Linked DNA regions of Mus musculus: all the other regions are linked to region 3. A link is a contact called in public Hi-C data. All regions are on one chromosome and are shown on one strand. The core of a region is the stretch at or near the end of the contact, and the rest is flanking DNA. Distances in the headings are between cores, read along the strand shown. Region 1 has its middle 320 kb from the start of Gm22828. Region 2 has its middle 65 kb from the start of 4930524B17Rik. Region 3 has its middle 7.8 kb from the start of Mir6370.

Evidence for each region. A called contact is a pair of places that touch in the nucleus more often than the background predicts.
Region 1: a Hi-C map of cerebellar granule neurons shows a contact between it and region 3, with 2.3 times the contacts expected there. The contact joins two enhancer-like sites.
Region 2: a Hi-C map of cerebellar granule neurons shows a contact between it and region 3, with 2.6 times the contacts expected there. The contact joins two enhancer-like sites. A contact is called at or near these places in 4 of 484 Hi-C or Micro-C datasets (brain, cerebellar granule neurons and cerebellum).

The regions. Positions count from the first base shown.
Region 1 is chr6:19,942,426-19,946,439 of GRCm38.p6, reverse strand. No RefSeq gene overlaps it. Among named protein-coding and RNA genes, the nearest start is that of Gm22828, 320 kb to the right of the region's middle. Within about 2 kb of position 2,144, at least 2 of the 459 cell types and tissues checked have an H3K27ac peak or open chromatin away from gene starts, as enhancers often do. A contact at or near this core is called in cerebellar granule neurons, where this site is marked.
Region 2 is chr6:19,212,052-19,216,243 of GRCm38.p6, reverse strand. No RefSeq gene overlaps it. Among named protein-coding and RNA genes, the nearest start is that of 4930524B17Rik, 65 kb to the left of the region's middle. Within about 2 kb of position 1,298, at least 2 of the 459 cell types and tissues checked have an H3K27ac peak or open chromatin away from gene starts, as enhancers often do. A contact at or near this core is called in cerebellar granule neurons, where this site is marked.
Region 3 is chr6:19,545,622-19,549,545 of GRCm38.p6, reverse strand. No RefSeq gene overlaps it. Among named protein-coding and RNA genes, the nearest start is that of Mir6370, 7.8 kb to the left of the region's middle. Within about 2 kb of position 1,760, at least 1 of the 459 cell types and tissues checked has an H3K27ac peak or open chromatin away from gene starts, as enhancers often do. A contact at or near this core is called in cerebellar granule neurons, where this site is marked.

The DNA of each region.
Region 1 (4,014 bases), core at 895-3,394, 400 kb before region 3:
TTATCATAAGATGACATATCTATTTGTTGTGGGTTTCCTTTTCTTTTGTGGTGGCAGAATAGAACTAGTACATAATTTAGAAATATAAACCTGAAAAATTTGGACATTTGTCAGTAAAGGCATTGGAGGCATTTTTGGCACATCTCACAGTTTGACGGATCTGACTACAAAACACACATTCATTTATTTATTTTATAAATTGAAGAAACCAGTGGCTCATGGACAGACAAGCTAGAATAGATATGGCTTGTCTAGGCAAAGAAGTTAATCCTCAGTCTCCCGTGATTAATGAGCAGTTTTTCTTTTGGGGTTTCAGAATGATTCTTTACTTTAAAATTGTTGTGCTTCTCCAACTGAGTTCATAAACTCAGTAGACTAAATTTTCCCAGAATTGTCAATTATAGATCAAGTCCACATCACTAAATCTGATGCATTTCTGCCCTTGCATGTTCTACAAAAATGTTCAGCACTCAGTCACATCGTCACTCTGTAGGGGAGTCAGCAGCAGATGCACTGATGACACACAAGGGGATTTCAGATCCAGCTGAGCTAAGGTTACCTGGATGACTTCCAATGCAATCTTGGAGCACAGAGAATGGAACTCGTCTGCCTAGTGACATGAACCACTCTAGAAGGTACTCAAACACCACGGTGCACCTCTTTGTGTTGAATACAGTTTAGGGCGATGAATACATATGCATAATACATTACATGTTGACTGGGATAGTTGCTTCCCTCAGGAACCATGAGAGCATGATCCTTGGATAAAAGCCTGTATGTACATGATTAGATTAGCAATCACAAACTTTTTTTTTTTTTTACTAACATTCCGTATCCATTAAGCCTTATATGGAAAACAAGTACTCTAAAGTATATTCAATAGCAAAACATTGTTATGACAAATAATGATCTGACATACTGCAATAGGCTTAATGTATACCCCAACATGTGTGAAACACTATTTTTTATAAGAAAGTATTTTGAAGTTGGTTAATATATAGTTAGTTGATGTAGTGAAGTCTACAAAATGATTACAATGTTTTTATAAAGGCCTATAGTGATACCATACACTCTTTCTGCCATGTGAACATAGTATAAATTAGGAGACTGTAATGTGGCAACTGTCTCTTGAATTCAGCCATGCTGAAATTTTGTTCCTATACTTTCAGATTCAAGAATTGTGGAATATTAATTCATGTAGTTTTAAGCCACCCCACCTACAGTGCTTTGTTTAATGCCCAACTCAATAGGACTTTGTCATGATAAATTTAATCTCTACAGAAGCTGGGCTTACTAGTCTTCTTTCACAGTAGTGATAATTAAGGAGAGAATAGTGGTCTGCGTAAAGTGACACAAGGCACAGAATTTGGGCTGCCAAATAGATGACTTCAATGTGTATATTATTTCACATTATCACTTGAAAATATCATTTACTTATATATGCTATAAATTTATCATAAGCAATGCACTTTATGAATATATCCAATCACTTAGCAATCCTCGGGGAAAAATACACATGCAAATGGCACTGTGGATACTTTTGGTAAACAAAAAGCTGGGTCGGTATAAATCAGGGATGACTAATTAAAAGAAAGATAATTGAGCATTAATATGATAACTTTGGACTGATGATGTACTCATTCACTATTGCTGTTCTCACAGTAAATAGCATTTATACCTTCAAAGTTACAAAAGCCGTTTGACAATATTCAGCATGTTTTGAAAGACCATTTACTGTGTCAAGTAAATGATCCATTATCTTTGTGATCACTTTTGTTTCATGTTCATATTATTTTATTTACAAGTTTTTGGAAAATTGCATAAAAACAGATGGCTGATTTTGAAAGTTTTGCCTCATGTAGGAAATGTATCTCTGTCCAGATGGACACCAGGTTTCAGTGCCAATATTGTACCTTTACCATATGGACAAGAGATTTATGGCAGAAAACACTGTGTTCAGTTTTATACCCCAACAAAGAGAATGTTTGATTAATTGCTACTCAAAATTAAATTTTGAATCAGAAAAAGGAGTAAAGTACAGACCACTTAAATAAAATATCAAAAACATCCACATCAAGATATCCCTGAATGCATAATTAGAATATATTTCTTAACATATTTCATATTTCAATTTGACAAACACAATTTTAGTAAGACATACTGAAGTATGATTACATAGAGTTAGTCATACATTGGGCAATATGGTCTATAGGTTTTATGAAAGTATCATAGTGATATTGAAGTAATCACCCAAATAAAGAGTGAAGATTCTATCATTCAAAATGAAGTCCTCATGAAATGTTCTATTGTGATGTATTTTATTCAAGTGTTAAAACAACAACATCTTATGAGATAAGCCTCATTCGGTATTGAAATATTGAAGTTATTTTTTAATTCTTAATTACCTTGGTTTTATTTATTAAAACATGAATTTTTGTGTTTACTTTTAGGGTTAATACTCCTCTATAATTTTACAGTCAATGTATTAATGGACTCATAATAATTAGAACTCCATTTTGATATCTGTGTTTATAAAGCTTTATATAGAAGTGACATTATCTTTCTGTAATATCTTCGGCAGCCATCTATGGTTAAGTCATCTAACTTTACTCTTAGGATGCTATCAACTTACATGTGCAACATATTTAATGAAGTAGGTTGTAAGCAGTCTAATTTTTTAAAAATAACTTTAAATATTTACTATAAGAAATCTTTCCATTTCATCAAATTTGTATTCAGATGGAATACATGCTCAATGTAATATTTATAATAGTACCTGTTACCTTTTAACCAAATATGCAATTTTCTCTGGTGTCATTTCTCTTACATATTCTAGTTTACTCTGGATTTTTGATTCTTGGATTGGTATTGAAAGACCCATAATGTGAGGACTCCCCCACGTTCTGACTCAGGAGAGGTGACACCCCAAAATCACCCACAAGAAACGGTCTTGCTGCAAACTGCAAGAGGATTTTTATTCAAGAGCTCTCTCCCGCCCACGGTCATACACCACCCAGGGGTAGAGGACCGTGGCACACTGAGTAGCTGGGTCAGGGGGTATTTAAAGGAAGATACCACAACTCAAGGAGGTGGGAAGGGCGTTGTTGGAAAATACCAAAAATACCAGTTAAGAGTCACAAGTAAGTGCAAAGTCACAGGAGTCACGAGGAATACCTGGTAATTGTGAGGGTTATTTCTCAAGACAGTTTCTTTCTTTCTTTTTTTTTTTTTTTTTTTTTTTTTTTTTTTTTTTTTTGGTTTTTTGTGGGTTGTTTGTTTGTTTGTTTGTTTTATTTGTTTTTTTTTCTTTTTTTATTACGTATTTTCTTCAATTACATTTCCACTGCTATCCTAAAAGTCCCCCCCCCCACTCCCCTACCCACCCATTCCCATTTTTTGGCCCTGGCATTCCCCTGTACTGGGGCATATAACATTTGCCTGACCAATGGGCCTCTCTTTCTAGTGATGGCCGAATAGGTCATCTTTTGATACATATGCAGCTAGAGTCAAGAGCTCTGGGGTACTGGTTAGTTCATAACGTTGTTCCTCCGATAGGGTTGCAGATCTCTTTAGCTCCTTGGATACTTTCTCTAGCTCCTCCATTGGGGGCCCTGTGATCCATCCAATAGTTGACTGTGAGCATCCACTTCTGTGTTTGCTAGGCCCCGGCCTAGTCTCACAAGGGACAGCTATATCACTGTCCTTGCAACAAAGGCTTGCTAGTGTATGCAATGGTGTCATTGCTTGGAGGCTAATTATGGGATGGATCCCTGGATATGGCAGTCTCTAGATGGACCATCCTTTTGTCTCAGCTCCAAACTTTGTCTCTGTAACTCCTTCCATGGGTGCTTGTTTCCAATTCTAAGAATGAGCAAAGTGTCCACACTTTGGTCTTCGTTCTTCTTCAGTTTCATATGTTTTACATATTGTACCTTATATCTCGCTATACTAAGTTTCTGGGTTAATATCCACTTATCAGTGAGTACATTTCATTTGAGTTCTTTTGTGATTGGG
Region 2 (4,192 bases), core at 49-2,548, 330 kb after region 3:
GTGTCTGTGTGTGTACATGTGTATGTGTCTGTGTATATGTGTGTGTGTTCTTGAATGTGTATATGTGTGTGTCTGTGTGTGTTTATGTTGAGCTGTCTGGAGTGATTTATTGACATCTTAATAAAGATAAAACATACTTTCCTATGTTTGTTTGTCTGAATTCTGAGTAGTTTTAACAATGGTCTAACAGGAAGAATTAGCCAGGAACTGTGGTGACATTATCACGGAAGAAGAGAAATAAAACAGTAGTGAATGGGGCAAGAAGCAGGAACTATGCACAAGGAAACTCCTTTCTCCAAAAAATAACAGAGGTTATAGCTGTAGTTACAGCTTACATAACTGTCAGAGCATCTATTACACTCAAAACAAATACTTTAATTTCTCATTAGGTTAGCAAAAGACATCATGTTGTCATATCTTTTAGCTTTCAATCCACAAAAATAGTATGTTAATTGATGGTATTAGAAAAATACAAAAATTAGTATTGAAAAGTAGAGAAACATATTATTTTTATGTATTGAAAACAAGAAGACTTGATTGCTATTATATATATATATATATATATATATATATATATATATATATATATATATTGGAGATATTGGTATATTTTTATTACACAATGCCATGAACATTAGAAATTCTGAAAATGGCATGGGCTAGTGGAAACTGCAAATACATTTAAGCACTTTCCATGGGTCACAAGAGATCGAATTAGCTCAGTGTCTAAACTGAACACACTTTAAATTTTTTCATAGAATTACAAAATTGTACCAAACTCACAGTGAAATGTCCCTAAGGTGACTGTGCTATTTCTGGTTTCTTTCTACCTGCTCGAAGTAATCTTTAAAATTATTTTGGGTTGGCACCTGTGGCCTGTGAATCTGGCACATTTCTTAGATGGCAGCCATACCACCCAGACAGATGGGCCTGACTGGAGCCATGGTAATGCACAAGAGCACCCATCAATTTTAATTAAAGTATGCTGGCTTCCTAAATGGTACTCATGCTGAAGTTTTTGCTTCCTAATTGGAATTTTCCTGTGGCTAATTTCTTCTATTTTTTCCCCTTCCAATTCTTTAATTTACATAACTTTTCTTTATGTGGTTGGCATTTTCATCATGCTTCCTGTCTTTATAACGATCCCATTTTTCTCTTTCATCTTACTCCTTCAGTTACTCTTATATTAACAGCTTTCCCTGGACAGACAACTACAAGACATTCAGTCCTCTATCAGCCACATAGCTGTGCCTGAGCCATTGGCTTATCTTGTTAACCTTCTGGTCAAGCAAGACACTGCCATTTCTTACCTGGGTTGCTGTAATAGCATCCTAAATATGCCCCAACAGTCTCTTCTCAACATGGCAGCTGGCACTGTTCATTTAAAAGAAATAGCTGAAATCATGTTGCCCATCTGCTGAAGTGTCTCCGAAGGTCCCAGTGTCTTTCACAGTGAGAGCCAAATTGCTTTGAAAAACCATAGCACCCAATATTGCCTGAGCTTTCTTCCTTGTATCTCTTGATATTTTATTTTTCTCTCCTTTTGAATAAAATTTCATGCACATCAAATTTCTTAAAAAATTGTAACCATGATTTTGTTTTTTAGACTACTTAGAAAAAAATTAGACTAGAAACATAAACAAAAAATGTTTGTATGCACATTATGTAATAGTGTGAAAATGTGTATTTTTTTAAAAATTATATGGCTTACTACAAATTTATAAGCCCCTAAAGGTCCTAAAGAAGAAGTATCAAAATGGACAGTGGAATGGAGATTATATAGACAGTAAGGCTCTTCTCCAGATATCAGAATGAGCTATTTTCTCAGCAAATGCATTGCATATTCTTAATATTTGGGCTTAATGAATATGGTAAATATATGTTCATAATTTAGCACATTTGCATATATATTCTGTATTCTGTAACACTCTAAAACCAGCTATGGTATAAAAGTAGTTTAAAAATATGTAGCACCGCCAGGCAGTGGTGGCACATTCCTTTAATCCAAGCACTTGGGAAGCAGAGGCAGGTGGATTTCTGAGTTCAAGGCAACCTGATCTACACAGTGAGTTCCAGTAAAGCCAGGGCTACACAGAGAAACCCTGTCTTGAAAACCCCAAAAAAGAAAAAAGAAAAAAAGAAAAAAAGAAAGAGAGAGAGAGAGAGAGAGAGAGAGAGAGAGAGAGAGAGAGAGGAGGGAGGGAGGGAGGGAGGGGGGAGGGAGGGAGGGAGGGAGGGAGGGAGGGAGGGAGGGAGGGAGGGAGAGAGAGAGAGAAAGAGAGAGAGAGAGAAAGAAAGAAAGAAAGAAAGAAAGAAAGAAAGAAAGAAAGAAAGAAAGAAAGAAAGAAAGAAAGAAAGATCTAGTAGTGTCATCTCACTAGGTCTTTAATAGCTTGGACCACCCATTCCTGAGCAGTTTAGATACAGTAAAGATCTGATGAACTTCTCTAATCTCAGTGGAACCTATGTGAATACATAGGGAACTTTTATGTATTGAGTTTAAAATTTTTCCATTGGGCTAAAATTATTTCAAGGCCTAAATCTGAATAAAAATTCAAATCGATTTGTTCTGTTTGTTTGTTTGTTTGTTTTCTTTTAAATAATTTTTGTTGGATATTTTATATACTTAAATTTCAAATGTTACCCCCTTTCTCGTTTTCCCCCCTTGAAGCCCCCTATTCCATCCCCCCTCCTCTTGCATCTATGACAGTGCCCCCTTCCCGCCCACCCACTTCCACCTCCTTGCCCTGGCATTCTCCTACACTGGGACATCTAGCCTTTCCAGGACCAAAGGCCCCTTGTCCTGTTGATGTCCAACAAGAGCATCCTCTGCTATATATTCAACTGGAGCCATGGGTCACTATATGTATAATCTTTGGTTGGTGGTTTAGTCCCTTGGAGCTCTGGGGCTCTGGTTGGTTGATAATGTTGTTCTTCCTATTAGGTTGAAACCCCTTCAGCTCCTTTAGTCCTTTCTCTTAACTCCTCCACTGGGGACCCAGTACTCAGTGTAATGGTTGGCTGTCAGCATTTGCCTCTGTATTTGTTAGGTTCTGGCAGAGCCTCTCAGGAGACAGCTATATCAGGCTCCTGTCAGCAAGCACTTCTTGGCATCCACAATAATGTCTGGGTTTGGTTTCTGTATATGGGATGGATCCCAAGGAGGAGCAGTCTCTGGATAACCTTTCTCTCGGTCTCTGCTCCACACTTTGCCTATGTATTTTCTCCCCTGAGTATTTTGTTCCCCATTATAAGAAGTATCAGCACATTTGTATTCCTTTCTCTTTAGCTTCATGTGGTCTGTGAATTGTATCTTGGGTATTCTGAGCTTTTGGGCTAATATCTACTTATCAGTGTGTGCATACCATATGTGTTCTTTTGTGACTGGGTTACCTCACTCAGGATGATATTTTCTAGTTCTTTTTCCTAAGTATGTAATGAAGTCATTGTTTTTAATAGCTAAGTAGTACTCCATTGTGTAAATGTTCTACATTGTCTGTATTCATTACTTTGCTGAATGACATCTGGGTTCTTTCCAGTTTCTGACTATTATAAATAAGGCTGCTATGAACGTAGTGAAGCATGTATCCTTGTTATATGTTGGAGCATCATTTGAGTATATCCACAGAAGTAGTATAGCTGGGTCCAATTTTCTGAAGTACTACCAGACTGATTTCTGGAGTAGTTGTACAAGCTTGCAATCCCACAAACAATGGAGGAGTGGTCTTCTTTCTCCACATCCACTCCAGCATCTACTATCACCTGAGGTCTTTATCTTAGCCATTCTAACTTGAGTGAGGTGGAATATCAGAGTTGTTTTGATTTTCATTTTAGTGATGACTAAGGATGATGAACATTTCTTTAGGTGCTTCTCAGCCATTTGATATTTCCCAGTTGAAAATTCTTTGTTTAGCTCTGTGCCCCATTTTAATAAGGTTATTTGATTCTTTGGAGTCTAACTTCTTTAGTTCTTTGTATATATTTGCTTTGTTTTTTTTTCCAAAACGTAGAATTTTTTTAATTGAGAAGGAGAATTTATCTTAAATCAATTATCTTAATTTATAATTTTTGTATTTATATTTTATTAAACAAAGAATATGTTCAGCAGATATATTCTCATTATAAACTTGTTTTTTGTTTGTCCAAAGGACAAAACAGTTTTTTGTCTGCTAATGCCATGAGACTTTCCTCT
Region 3 (3,924 bases), core at 511-3,010:
CACTCAGTATAATTGGATTTTTTTTATAACAGGATAAGGATAGTTGAATGAATATTCATCACCGAAGAATCAGTTCTTCCAATAAGACAAAGGGTCTGCAAGCTACCAGGGCAGTGAATTGTACAAAATGAATTTGATTAAAGTTGATAAAAAGAGTAAAAAGAGAAAGTCAGTGACTCTGAACGAGTGTTCTCACTCTAACTGATTTAGCAAATTTTTACACTATTAATTTCAATTTGTGTAGGAAAGAAAGGTCAGTTCTAAGGGTAAATACATATTAGAGTTTTGTAGACTCATGTACCTTGGCTACTTAGACAAATCTCTAGTTTATAAATAGCCCAACTCTTACTGTAGCAAAGAAAAGCTAGTAAATGCATTCTTTAGACAGTCTTCTCAAGTAATCTTGGTAAAGTATAAATTTATGTTTTAAATGAAAATGAGTCATTATTTTAATCGTGATGAATATTGGGAATATAATTTTTGGGCATGTTCTTTGATAATAGGTCTTGGGCCATGAAGGTAGTTAGAAAAATACAAACAAAACAAAACAAGTGATTGGAGTATGAAAAGGGTAGGTTAATTTTGCCAGTTAACTAAAGGATAGTTGAGCCCTTTCTGGGAACTGTATCTATAATTTTTTCAAAGCCCACTTTTAATGACAGTTCTTATACGCCTTTAGCTCTCTTTTAGTTCACTACTCAACAGAGGTAGTGGAAAGTATACTGGGGAAGTGGTTCTTTGGAGCAAGTCACATCTGTACACGATAAATCAGCAGTTCAGTTCACAGGTCAGCAGCTGCAGCTTGATCCACTTGCAAACACTTCAAGGATATACCAACAATCCAGTTCGTTAGAAACAGAAGTGGCATGACATAGCAGAGACAGCTAGGCCTCAGCTTTGGTACAAGTCAGAAGGAGGCTTCAGGAGGGAAGCTAGAAGCTTTCAGCTGTGCCTCTCTCAGGGAAACAAAGACCAAAGAAGACATGAGACCAGCAAGGGTTGTACAGCTAGCTCTATAAGCAAGCCAAGCTCAGCCTCCTTCACTGTTCACTGAGGTTTGGTTTGGTTTGGTTTTGTTTTGTTTTCTTATTTATAACGTCCAAACATTGTATGTCCTCCACTGTTTTTGCCTCAGCATTTGTGACTGTTTATGAAAAATGTTTCATCACATGTTCTTTCACATGTTTGTTTTAGTAGAACATCCTTTCTCTTGTGACTTCTTCATAAGTGCATGTTAGCCTTTCAACTGTGTCCACTTCAGAAAAACACTCTTTCACATATTTGCCCCAGCAAAACACTATCCAACACAACTGACTTTCCAAAGAACCCTTAAGATTCACTTCAGGGAAAATTAAACTGAAGTTAAATGGCTTATTTTGTGTATTGTGGCTATAAACAGCTCCGTATGATGTTAAGGAGGGGCAATATTCTATTTTAACATGGTTGTGAAAATAATGGAGAAACAGTGCTTTAATTAGATGACCATTATGCCAACCTATAAAATGAGGAACCTTATAATATGCTTCAAATAATTCCCACTGGAGGCTGAGGAGAAGGAGAACCTAAAGAAGAAACTTGGACTTTCCCTACTCTGCTACCCAAGACCCAATTCTCAATCAATCACAACACTGCAATAGAGCACCAGCTGCAGCTTCCTTTCTCCCCTTTCCACACTTCCTATTGATCACACAGACCACCCCTCCCCCAACTCTCTCCTTATCATCTCATTGCTATGTTCCAACTCCCAGTGAGTAGACACCACCTGCTCAACCATATGCCAGACCTGACAGATCCAGTAGGCTGCACTCTGACCTATAGATTCTCTGTTACCCTAGAACAAATTCTCAGGAACACCCTAGCACTGTAATAAAACACCAACGAGACCTCTCCCATCCTACCCTGTGCCCCAGTGTGCATGCCTACTGTGGATCCCACATACCATCTTCCTTTGCCTAGTTCCCCTTCCTCCAACCGCAGCAAATATTCCTCCACAAACATAAACACACCAGTGAAAATGAAGGTACAAAAAGCAACATTCAGGCAGGCGGTGGTGGAGGCGTAAGCCTTTAATCCCAGCACTTGGGAGGCAGAGACAGGCGGATTTCTGAGTTAGAGGCCAGCCTGGTCTACAAAGTGAGTTCCAGGACAGTCAGGGCTATACAGAGAAACCCTGTCTCGAAAAAAAAAAACAAACAATAAGACAAAAAACAAAACAAAACAAAAAAAAAAACAAAACAACAACAACAACAACAAAAGCAACATTCAGCCAACACCTTCTCTGAATATCCCAGAGGAAATAGAAACCATGAAACAAAAGCCCCATCCAGCTAGACTAATTCTGTTATCACTCAAACCTAGATGACTAGACACCAGCATAAGAAATGAATCGATAACAGCCAGTGCAATATAGATCCACCATATTCCAGCTATCTCACCCTAGGCGGCCCTGAATATTCCAACACAGTTGACAAACAAAAATCAGCCTTAAAACTAACTATATGAAGATGATAAAGCTCCTTAACAAGAAAATAAATCTCAAGGAAATCCAAGAAAACACAAACAAACAATTGGAGGAAATGCATAAATCCCCTAAAGATGCCAAAATGAAACCAAACAGTTGAAGAAAACAAATAAAACCGTTCAAGGCCCAAAAATGCAAATAGAAGCAATAAAGAAAACACAAGCATGACTGCTCTCCAAAGACCCAACAAGCAGCTGAAAGAGTCAGATGCAGATGCTTACACCCAACCAAGGGACAGAAATCAGGGGCCCCTATGGTTGAATTGGAAAAAAGCTGGAAGAATCTGAGGAGGGTGACCCTATAGGTAGACCAGCAGTCTCAACTAACCTGGACTCCTGAGATTTCTCAGACACTGAGCCACCAAACAGACAGCATAAACCAGTTCATATAAGGCCCTTAACACATACACAGCAGAGGACTGCCAGAACTGGACCCATTTAGAGAAGATGCACTTAACCATTTAGAGGCTTGAATCCCCAGGAAGTGGGGAGATCTGGAGGGATTAGGGTGTGGGTGTGCTGACATCTTGGAGATGGGCAAGAAGGTATGGAATGAGGAACAGTCAAAAAGCAGAACAGGAGGGAGATAACAACTGGGCAGAAAAATAAAGATAAAAGAAAGAAAGAAAGAAAGAAAGAAAGAAAGAAAGAAAGGAAGGAAGGAAGGAAGGAAGGAAGGAAGGAAGGAAGAAAGAAAGAAAGAAAGAAAGAAAGAAAGAAAGAAAGAAAGAAAGAAAGAAAGAAAGAAAGAAAGAAAGAAAGGAGAATTCAAACAAAGACAAACTGAGGAAATCCTGGCAATAAAATATTTAGAAATGCAAACAGAAACTACAAAGGCAAGCTTCACCAACAGAATACAAGAAATGAAAGAGAAAATTTCCAAAATTACTAAAAGAGACATAAGGATTATCCAAATTAATAAACTCAAAAACAAGAATGGGGACATAACAATAGACACCAGGAAATCCAGAGAAATCACAAGAATATACTTTAAAAACCTATATTCCAGAAAACTGGAAATTCTAAATGGATAATTTTCTTATAGGCACCACTTATTATTATTAAACCAATATAATATAAATAATTTATATAGATCTATAACCCAGCCCTACAAAGGATAATAGATGGAAATCTCCAATACAAGGAGGGAAAGTACACCCCAGAAAAAGCAAGAAAGTAATCTTCTTTCACCAAATGCAAAAGAAGGTAGCCACACAAACATAGTTTCACCACTAACAACAAAAATAACAGGAAGCAACAGTAACATTTACTTAATATCTCTTAACATTACTCAATAAAAAGACATAGACTAACAGAGTGGATACGGTAAACAGTACACAGCATGTTGCTACATACAGGAAACCCACCTCAATGACAAAGGCAGACACTACCTCAAAGTAAAAG